3 separate regions of the Mus musculus genome follow, and regions 1 and 3 are each linked to region 2. The links are chromatin contacts, called in public Micro-C maps. All regions are on one chromosome and are shown on one strand. The core of a region is the stretch at or near the end of the contact, and the rest is flanking DNA. Distances in the headings are between cores, read along the strand shown. Region 1 holds the start of Sox7 (SRY (sex determining region Y)-box 7). Region 2 holds the start of Dleu2 (deleted in lymphocytic leukemia, 2). Region 3 holds the start of Mir124a-1hg (Mir124-1 host gene (non-protein coding)).

What was found. Hi-C and Micro-C count contacts between places; a contact is called where the count stands out from the background.
Region 1: a contact with region 2 is called in a Micro-C map of embryonic stem cells, with 6 times the contacts expected there. The contact joins the promoter of Sox7 here to the promoter of Dleu2 in region 2. A contact is called at or near these places in 2 of 39 promoter capture datasets (cranial neural crest and liver) and 2 of 484 Hi-C or Micro-C datasets (both in embryonic stem cells).
Region 3: a Micro-C map of embryonic stem cells shows a contact between it and region 2, with 9 times the contacts expected there. The contact joins the promoter of Mir124a-1hg here to the promoter of Dleu2 in region 2. A contact is called at or near these places in 6 of 484 Hi-C or Micro-C datasets (differentiating embryonic stem cells, embryonic stem cells and stem cell-derived epiblast-like cells) and 1 of 115 datasets of contacts at active chromatin or transcription factors (embryonic stem cells).

Annotation. Positions count from the first base shown.
Region 1 is chr14:63,942,118-63,945,251 of GRCm38.p6, reverse strand. Sox7 (SRY (sex determining region Y)-box 7) reads right to left here and starts at 1,546. Exons shown (of 2, transcript NM_011446.1): 1 at 1,259-1,546. The coding sequence starts at 1,496.
Region 2 is chr14:61,680,779-61,683,916 of GRCm38.p6, reverse strand. It overlaps Dleu2 (deleted in lymphocytic leukemia, 2), which reads left to right and starts at 1,544. Exons shown (of 7, transcript NR_028264.1): 1 at 1,544-1,807.
Region 3 is chr14:64,586,659-64,589,922 of GRCm38.p6, reverse strand. Mir124a-1hg (Mir124-1 host gene (non-protein coding)) reads right to left here and starts at 1,808. Exons shown (of 4, transcript NR_040709.1): 1 at 1,769-1,808; 2 at 956-1,146; 3 at 1-82.

The DNA.
Region 1 (3,134 bases), core at 297-2,796, 2.3 Mb before region 2:
TATTACCAGCAGAAAGCCAGCCCTCGATCTGTGACTCTGAAAGAGGAAAGAGCCCAGGCTCCTACGGAAAAGGGAAGGGCTTCCATCCCAGCGGGGTGGGGTCCAGTGGCCTGTATGCCTCTCCTGGCAGGCCTTGGTGCCCTCTGCAAACAAAATATTTTGAAGGGATCTTACTGGTTAAAATAAATAAGAACCACGTTGAAGGGTAAAGAGATTTGAAGTAAGGTAAGGTTGAAAGTTTTTTGGCTTTGAGACTAATTCAGTGGGTTAAGGCATTTTTTGCCACGAAGCCTGAAGATGTGAATGTCTAATTCCTAGAACCCACATGATGGCAAGAAAGAACTTACTCCCCACCTCCCAGATGTCTTCTGACTGCCCCCCACACACTCATGGTGGCACGAGTGTGCACGCATACACTCACTAACACAAACACATTTAATTAATACGTGTGTGTATAAGTGTGTGTGTGTGTGTGTGTGTGTGTGTGTGTGTGTGTGTGTGTAATGCATATATTAACCCACCCACCCCTGCTCTGAGTACTGGAGAGAATAGAAAATCCAACAAGAACGGGTTCCTTGGAACCGTTTTAGCATTTTCATCCCCAATTCTCTGGCCTGTCTGGTTCCAGTCAGGATTATCTGCGGACAGCACCATAGCTATAAGCAAGAAGCGATGGGATTCAAAGACCCTCTCTGGCTGCTCAAAATTTCTTTTCAAGTTATTTACACTTCTTCGATAAATAGATGAGCGAACCCAGCCTATTCGGGTGGACATCTTTTGTTGCTGATTTTCTTTTTCTTTCTGTTAAATAGTTAAAAATAGAGACGTTTCTCAGTGAGGCCTCAACTGACGTACGTTCGTTATCTTTTTCTCTGTGACAATATCTCTTTCTGATTTTCCCAGTCTACAACGTGAGGAGTGGAGTCTCCTCAGTCTTCCAGCAAACGCCGGTTCCGCCGATTCCACCCAGACTAAACGTATCTGCCCCTCTGAGTCCTTAAGCCCTAGTTCCAGTCCCCGGGACAGGCCGCGGGTCGCTCCTGCTCCTGAGACCGGAGTCTCAGCTCCGCGACCCAGAGTAGGGACCAGTCCGGAGCCCCGTGCTGTTCCTAAAGTTTCACTGGTTTCACCGGTTTCACCGTGGCCCGCTCAGGCCCTGGTGGTGTCTGTGTTCAAATCCCACCCCCACTCCCCACCTTTCCGAACAGCGTTGTCACCCGCGCCATCCTCGCAACAGCTTCGTGCCCCGCGCACTTACCCAGCATCTTGCTGAGCTCCGCGTTGTGCAGGTCCGGGTTCTGCACTGCCAGACGTTTCCTCTCATCCTTGGCCCACACCATGAAGGCATTCATGGGCCGCCGGATCCGGCTTTCCGAACTCTTGTCCCCTGAAGGTCGGGGGACGGCGGGCGGCGACAGCCCATCCGACAGCTCGGCTTCCAGGGCGGGACACTCCAGTCCCTCGGTCCACGGATAGGCGCCCAGCAGCGAGGCCATGGCCGAACGCGGGTCACTTGGCTTCGCCTCGTGGGGCCGGCGCTGACCTGGCCCTCGCTCAGGTCGCGACGTCCAACTTGGCCAGCAGCCTCGGGCTTGGCCCTTATTTATCAGCTTCGGGCCACCGGGTCCGCCAATGACTCTCTGGGGCGGCGCGGCCCCTCCCGGCTGCCCCGCCGCGGCGTCCCCGCTGCGACCTGCCGGCAGGGGGAGGGAGGGGCCGAGCCTGCCCCGGTGCCCGCCCCTGTCCGCCCCTCCGCCTCCCGAGCCTGCCCCGATCCCGCTCCGGTGCAGGTGCTGCAGGGCCAGGAGGAGCGCGCCCACGGCTCGAAGTCACCACTGCTTGGCGCAGGAGTCAGGTCCAGCCCCTGTTCCGTTGTTGGGCTGCCCTCCGCGCTGGGACCAGACTCCACCAAAACTCCCGCAAAGGAAAACCGAACTCAAACAGCTTACACCAGGATACTCGAGGAGGAGAGACACTATCAATATCCCTAGATCGGCCAAGTATGCTGTTGTGAACAGATCACACCCATGGCTTGGGTCATCTCGCCCCAGTAAACGTGGGCAGCCACCAAGGGTCTTAGGTGGATGTGGGATCCACCGGACTAGGGACTCGGCGCACTGACTTCCCTAAACTGGCACTGTGGATCTCTAGAGGGGTCGGGTTTTCTGCTATCCGATTTTCCTCTTCTTGTCTTTGCCCCCATCCCACTCTGCCTGCCGCTGACCCCGGCAGTCTGAGTCTGCATCTTCCTTGCTAGTAGCCCTTTTGCGGAATCCATTTCTGGTGCTTCTTCCGACTCTAGAGGAGCCGCTTTTCCGCTCCTATGTGTCCCAACTACTTCCTTACAGTGGAGCCTTCTCGGTTTCCCCGTATCCTGAATGAGCTGTGGACCGGGAACTTGAGACCCTAACGCACGCCGCGGCTGCTTTGGCGGTTACATCAGCGCCTACACACAGTAGGCATTCAAGAACTGCCGAATGAGTGAATGAACGAATGAGTGAAATAACGAGCCAACATGCTTTAGACACACCCCACTGTAGAAACACCGCAGGGGCGGGGGGCCTAGTTCCTGGAATTAGACCCACAAACATTTATGGCGCGCCACCCCATGTGGAGGCTCCACAGAGGCGACCTTCGAAAGAGGCAGAGTCTGAGCGGAAGACAGTGGTGTTGGGTGTGAGACTCTGTCTTGAGTTACTGAATGCGTGACAGCAAGTCCGGTATCTCCCAAGACCTTTCCTAATCCTAAAACCCGGCGATAAGGCTGATCTCACAGGCGGTGATGAGGTAAATACAGTGAGCTCTGGCTGTGTAATCTTTGATGGAGATGCCTCTCTAGTCTCAAAGTCCCTGTGAGGTGACTGAATTTGCTTACAACGTGCAAGGCGGCCAGTGCTGAGACGCTGTAAATGTCCGGAGAACTGCAACTTCTCCGACTTTAAGACCTAATTTTACCCTCAAGGACCCTAGATAAAATTCATCAGGGCATGTGCTTTCGGCATAAAATAGACTCGGGTCAGGGTCCAGCAACAGGGCTCTAAGGCCGGTGTCCCTTAAAGCCGGTGATCGCTGCCCCACCCCCCACCCCCACCCCCGCTACTGTGCAAAGCCAGGACAGCTACCAGCCAAAGGTG
Region 2 (3,138 bases), core at 295-2,794:
AAGGAAGCGAGTGCTGCAAAAGTTCACTTTATATTGTCTCACTTCCTTCTTTTAGCAAGCACACACATAGCAAACTTGGAAGGCACGTTCTAAGCTTTAGAATCTAAAGTTTCTCCTTTAAAAAAAAGAAAGAAAGAAAGAAAAGAAATAGAAATAGAGAGAGCGAAAGCAAGCGGGCCTAAATCTGGAAAGGTTTCTCAACTCTAGGCAAATCTATTTCCTCCCCCATCTGACTCTTGGAAAAGCTCTACCAGGTTTGGACCCACCCTTATACCTAACTTCCAAGCCCCTCACAGTAGGTAGGTGCCCGTGCTGAGGCGTGGTGGTGGTCCGAACTTGGGGCGGGGGAGTGGGATGGGGGGAGTTCTTCTAGACTGTTTACCCCTCTCCAGTTGCTGGGAAAGTCCGATGCGTTTCCTGTTCTCATCCGAGCTCAGCCTGTTTTCCTGAATCAGTGATCTGGTAGCTAACTTATTATGTTCTGATCCTGAAAAGTAAAACTGCGTTCTGAAATCAATTACTTAGGAAAGGGACTAGAAGCTACAGAAGTTAATCACGCTTAGACTAACCACTTAGTTTGCCTTAATTGTAAGGCCTTCCTTTGGTGTTTATCGCACTTTTTGTTTACACTGAGCCCTCCGCCTAGGCTTTAGGCCAGCAGGGCGCTCAGTTTCACTTCGGGGTTTGGAGGGGCCTATCACTTCGTCCTCGGGGTTTAAAGGCAACTTGTAATGGTTTGCCCCAATCACTCCTGTAACCAAAGAGTAAGTCCTCAAGAACCGCGTTCCCTTGTCAAGGAGTCGGATGCGCAAATGCCTGGGGCTTTAAGCAGCTGGGAAAGCGAGAAGGAAGCTAGCGTGAAGCTAGCTGCACCTGCGGATCCAGAGCGTCCGCCCCGCGCTTCCCGCGCCCAGCGCTTTTGCCTGGGAGCTGCTGCGAGCCACCCCCGCACCCCTCACGCCCGTTGGCCGGGGGAGCGAGGCCTAGCAAGCGGACGCCTGCGGGAGCCGCCGCACGTAGGGGGCACAGGGACTTGTCCAGGCCGTGGGCTCCAAAGCGAGGCCCAAACGCGCGCGCTCTCTGCAAGTAGGGCGGTGGCGCTCCCAGAGACGGAGGGAGGTAGAGACGCCCGAGCGAGCGAGCGAACGGCACGCTCGGGGCCACTCCGCGCGCAAGGCTCGGGTCCGGGAGAAATTCCCCCCCCCCACCCCCCGTCGAGTGGTCAGAGTGCGGGTCCCCAGGTCGTGCACACCACCCGGGCCGGCGACCCCAGCCAGGAGCAGGGGAGCGCCGCAGGGCGGAGGCCGCTGCCACGGAACCAGGCGGGCGGCGCACAGCCCCGGGGAGCTGGTTTTCCCGAGAGGGCACGTGACGGGGTTGGCAGCGCTCGGGCCCGGGCGGGGGGAGGGGGAAGTGGCGAGCAGGAGGCCCGGGGGCGGGCGGCTGGCGCGCTGTGTACTTAGGTCGTGTGCTGGGGCTTTTCTCTCCTGGGAGCGGGCCGAGGGGCGGGGGAGGGGCCACCGCTCCGCCTTCTTCTTTTCGCAATGTTGACGCAATCTATAAATAGTGGAACAAAAGGACCAACTTCCTCGGAGCTTTGCTGAAACTGCACAAAAAATCGAGCTGGGGGGTTCCCTGGTCCCCGATGTTGGGGCGGAGAGCGCGGCGCCGAGGGAGGGGGCGGCGCAGACCGGCCTAGGGGACACCTGGTCGAGCGCAGCCGCCGCTCCGCTCGAGCCCTGCGCTCCAGTGCCCCCACTGGCTGGAGAGCTCGCCCAGACCGGGGGTCTTCCTCCGTCGCTGACAGGTCAGTGCGCACCGCCCCTTTCGACTCTAGGCTGCTTTTCTCCCTCCTCCAGCCTCCACTTTTAGAAGGGAACCGGGGCGGGGGCGGGGGGCGGTAAGGAAATAGAACGAGGAGCAGCAGCGACAGAAGGAAAAAAAAAAAAAAAAAGCAAAGCTGTAACCCCGGCGTGCACGGAGCGAAGAGAGTGAGGGGCTCCAGGAGGAGATCTGCGCGTGGCCCCCACGGGAGACGGAGCTGGCAGAGCAGGCGGGCCGCAGGGTGAGAGGAGGGGGCTCCCCGGAGGCCGTGCGCGTCTCTCGGTCCCCTTTGAACGCAGACCTGCAGAGTCCGCCTGGTCCACGGTGGGAGGAATGAGTGGAGAATTGTCGCCGCCGCCACTGCACCCCCGAGGCCCACGCACCCTGAGCGCCTAAATTTGGGGACAGGGTGGGAGGGGGGCACCCTGCGCTCAGGGAGCAAGGACCTGAACTCAGGAGCCCGCTGCTTCGCCGTTGGGGAGGGCGGAGCTGGCGCTGTTGACAGCGGTGAGGGAGCAGGGAGGGCGAAAGTTGGGGAGAGGAGGCGGGAGAGGTGGGAGTCTAGTTGAAAAGGGGGGGGAGGGAGCGCGCGCGCGGGATTCTGAGGGGCGTGGATCACGTGATGGGCAACCACCCCCGCTACAGGCTGGCGGTAGGGTGACGTCACCACCCTGCCTGCAGGGGGTGGCACTTCCGTTTTCTCCCCCCCCCCACCCCCCCCAGGGCTGCTGCTCCCAAGCTTCTGCACCCTCCTGAGGGTGGGCAATAGTCTGAGGTCATCAGGTGCTTTGGCAACAACCGGGAGTTAGGCAATGAGGGCTAGGTCTGAAGCTCAAGCCGGGCCGCCCCTCGACGCGCCCCATTGTGTGAGCAGTGGGCGAGGGCGGTGCCGGGTGCCGGGCCCCCCGCGGCTCCCAGCTCCAAAAGGGCGGGGAGGACTCTGTTCCGTCAAGGCGGAGTCTGGCCACTAGCTGGTTCCTGAGTCCAGACTTCGAGATCCCAGCGACTAGGGTCTTACTCGCCTGACTAGCCCTCTGGGCGCCTGGTGGTTAGGAGCCAGTTCTATGGCTCTGGTCCGTGGCCCAGCTTGATGGGTGTGTGGTCAATCTGTCACCACTGGAGCGACTCAATTCCAGCAGTCCTTAAGAGCTATTTTGAGTAAACTCTGGGTTTTGGTGACTCAGCTCGGTGAGCGGCGCTATTTATAGGTAGATGAGTTAAGAGCGGGGAAATACGCTTCGATAGGATCGGTCCGCCCTATTATAGCAAAGATCTCTACTAAGAAGCAACAATTTAAAGTCTTAGGAAAGAAAA
Region 3 (3,264 bases), core at 559-3,058, 2.9 Mb before region 2:
GCCGCAGGGCAGAGCTGCTGCGGTCCCTTACCAGGATCTGTGGGAATCAGCCTTCCGGAACTCTCCTGCTGCGGTCCTCTCGCTTAGGTCCCAAGTGGTGGATGGGAAAAAGGAAAAGAAAAAAAAAATAAATAAATAAGAGCGAGGCCCATCTGGCCCCTCATCAGCCTTGTCAAGTCTTGCATACGCTAAAATGCTAATGACCTAGATAGCTCATGCAAAATGCAGCAGGGAGGGACAGAGAAGGAGGGGGAGCGAAGGGAGAGCGAGAGAGGGAGGAGTGAAGGGAGAGGGAGGGGGAGACAGAGGGAGGAGGGAGACTGGGAGGGGGGAGGGGGAAAAGAGAGAGAGAGAGAGCGCGCACCCCTACATGTTCCCCCACCCCACCCGTCAACCGGTTTTACAGAGGTAAAGGGTGGGTGTAGATTTTAAAAGGTCACCCCTATAGAATGTAGCTGGGTGGGGTGGGGGAGAGATCCCCAAATCCATAGGGACAATAAAATATTATTTTAAGACCCCTCCCTCTCTGCTCTCCATCACTCTGTTTACACACAAGTCCAGTCACCTTATGCATGTACATGTCAATTTCACAAGACTGCTTTCAACAGACACCCACGTTGCCATTCCCTGAACAAACCCACCCAGTGCACCAGAGTGAGGAAGGTGCTTCCTAACCCACAGACCTCCCTCACCTGGTCCATCCCACTCCCTACTAGTGCCTTATCCTTTCAGGCAGTCGTCCCCCCCCCCCCTTTCTCTTTTCTAAGCCTTCCCCATTCTCCTTCCCAATGGCTCAAAAAAGCCAGGTAGAGGGCATAGAGGACAAGTTAAATCTAACTGGATCGGTTCCGTTCAGCTTCCCACCCACCCCACAGGGTTGGGGGACACAGTCTTTACCTAACACTGACCCTTTTAAAGCATGCCACAAAAATCAATAAAATTGAGTCCGAATAACCTCAGAGGTCCGCAGGTCCGGCCGGGTACTGTTGGGCAGCGTTGATCTCTCCAATCGGGGAGCCAGAGTTCCGCGCGTCCCAAGACGCTTTGTCCCGGAACCCCCGCACAATATCCTCATCTTTTTGTTCTCCTTTAAAGGATCCTGGTTGCAGTCCGCCGCGTTTCAGCCAGTCCAAACCAAAGGCGGATCTATTGGAATAAAAAGGGATGGGGATAATATACACGCAGATGGATGCGGGAGAGTAGTGGAGGCTAAAGTCAGCCCCGCAAGCAAGGAGCGGCCTCCCTGGCCAAGCCCCAAGTGCTTCCTCGGCTATTGAAGGGAATTGCTGCTGGCAGGCGCTGATGCTGGCTCCACCTGGCCGGAGGAAAAGCATCCTGGCGATGACCCTGAAAGAATTAAGACACAAAACCAAAAAAAAAAAAAAAAAAAAAAAAAAAAAAACCCCAAACCGAACCAAACCACCAAAACAAAAAAGCAAAAAGCCAGAATCCTCCTCTGGTGAACCAGAGCACGCGTGCAGAAGAAACCGCTCTGCTGGTGGCCGCGGTCGAGGGGGAAGGATGCTAGCGCAGGAGGCGAAGGTTGCAGAGGCTGCACCCTCAGATGAATAATAATAACGCGCTGAGAAGTTGCAGTGCAGCTTGGAAATCCAGCCCTGCGCGTGAACTCGCGTCGAGTGCGGATTGCAGGGGATGGGGGAGAAAGGGGGGGGGGTGAGGAGAGAAGAGAGGGGGAGGGGGTGAGGGGATTGAGAGGAAGACAGAGAGAGGGACGCAGAGAATTTAGTGCCTTTTCTTTTAGTCTTACCAAGAGCTGATCTCCTTCACTGTCCTCGTTGGGTGAGGCCGAGGTCCTTTTTAAAAATTATTATTCCTTTAACGGATTATTCAGCTAAGAGAAGCCACATCTGCTGACAGTTCCGAAAACAAGAGGATTAGGAGTAGGTCCACAGAGCCCGGCCCGCAGCCCCCCCCCCCCCCCTCTGCACCAGCACACGTCACTCTCACTGCCCCCGGGCACCTCCCTCTCCTCGCTCGGTGTTCGGGAGGGTTGTGCCAAGAAAAATGCGGATTTGGGGAAAGTGAGAAGTGGGGGTGCTCTCACGAACGGGAAAGCCAAGGCCGGAGGTGGCGATTCGCACCCCCACACTTACACTCGCTTCCGTTTATCCGTTTAGATCCTGGGAGAAGTGGGTGCTTTCACCGCACCCACACGCGCCGCATCTGCAGTGGTCAGAGCCCTCCGATCCCTTGAAGCCACCCTGGCCGCCCCAGACCCTGCCAAAGTCCTCTGGGTGGACTCGGGGGGCTCAATCCTACCCCTGCCTGAATAGCTTCATGGTCTCCAGTCCTCTTTTTCTCAGTCCCCTCCGTGCAATACCGCCGCTAGCCCACTCCCGGTTTCTTGAGCTTCGGTCAATGGAGTGGGGAGCTCGGGGGCACTTGCACACCTTCTGCTTGTCGTCCTCAGCCCGAATTGCCGGGCTGTAGCTCAGCCAGGCTGGTGAGGATGGAGCTGGGTGCTGCTGCGGTTGTGGTTGCTGTCACTGCGGAGAGCGCGAGGCTGCGGGGCGGTGCGGCGACCCGAGCGCCAGTGCAGCCTCCTCCTCACCCCTCCCTAGGCTGGCGTCTGGGCAGGACAGTGCTGGGGGTGGGAAGACGAATGGCGGAAGGTGGGGGGATGGAGGACCATAGTCTCTTGTCGCCCCCACCAACGCCCCCCCCCCCGCAGTCAAGGTGAAAGTGAAGGAGAGCGGGCGCGCGTGCTCGCGCCTCTAGTTGCGTGCGCGCGCTCCTCCCCTGCCCGCGCCCTCCCGCCCGCCCTCGCCCGCCGGGGCCAGATGGACGTCCGAGATTACAGAGGCACAAAAGTGCGTCTACACGTCCAGCCACCCGTCCTGCGGACGTGGAGAGCCACTTCGGGGAGGCGCCTTTTGTTGTACTTGTGTGGCTGTGTAACTGTTTTTCTTTTCCAAGAGCAGAGTTAGCTGTGGCTTAAAGAAGGACCAAGAATGAATGTCCCCCATAAGAGCGAACCAAAAAGACCTTCCCCCACTCGAGCCCCCGCGCCTGCGATGAGAAATCTGTCTTCCCAAAGGGCTATTGCGGCAGCCGCGAGGCAGCCCCGACCTGCTCACGCAGGCCCATCTGCTTTCCCTACGCCTGCTTTTCTTTGATGACTTAAAAGAAACAAATAAACAAACAAACAAAAAAAACTGAACTGTTTCTTGGGCTATGTTGAATTCAAGACATCTAGACAGGGGAGAACAAACTCGGAAAGCTAAAAGCAGTCTTAAATGTTGT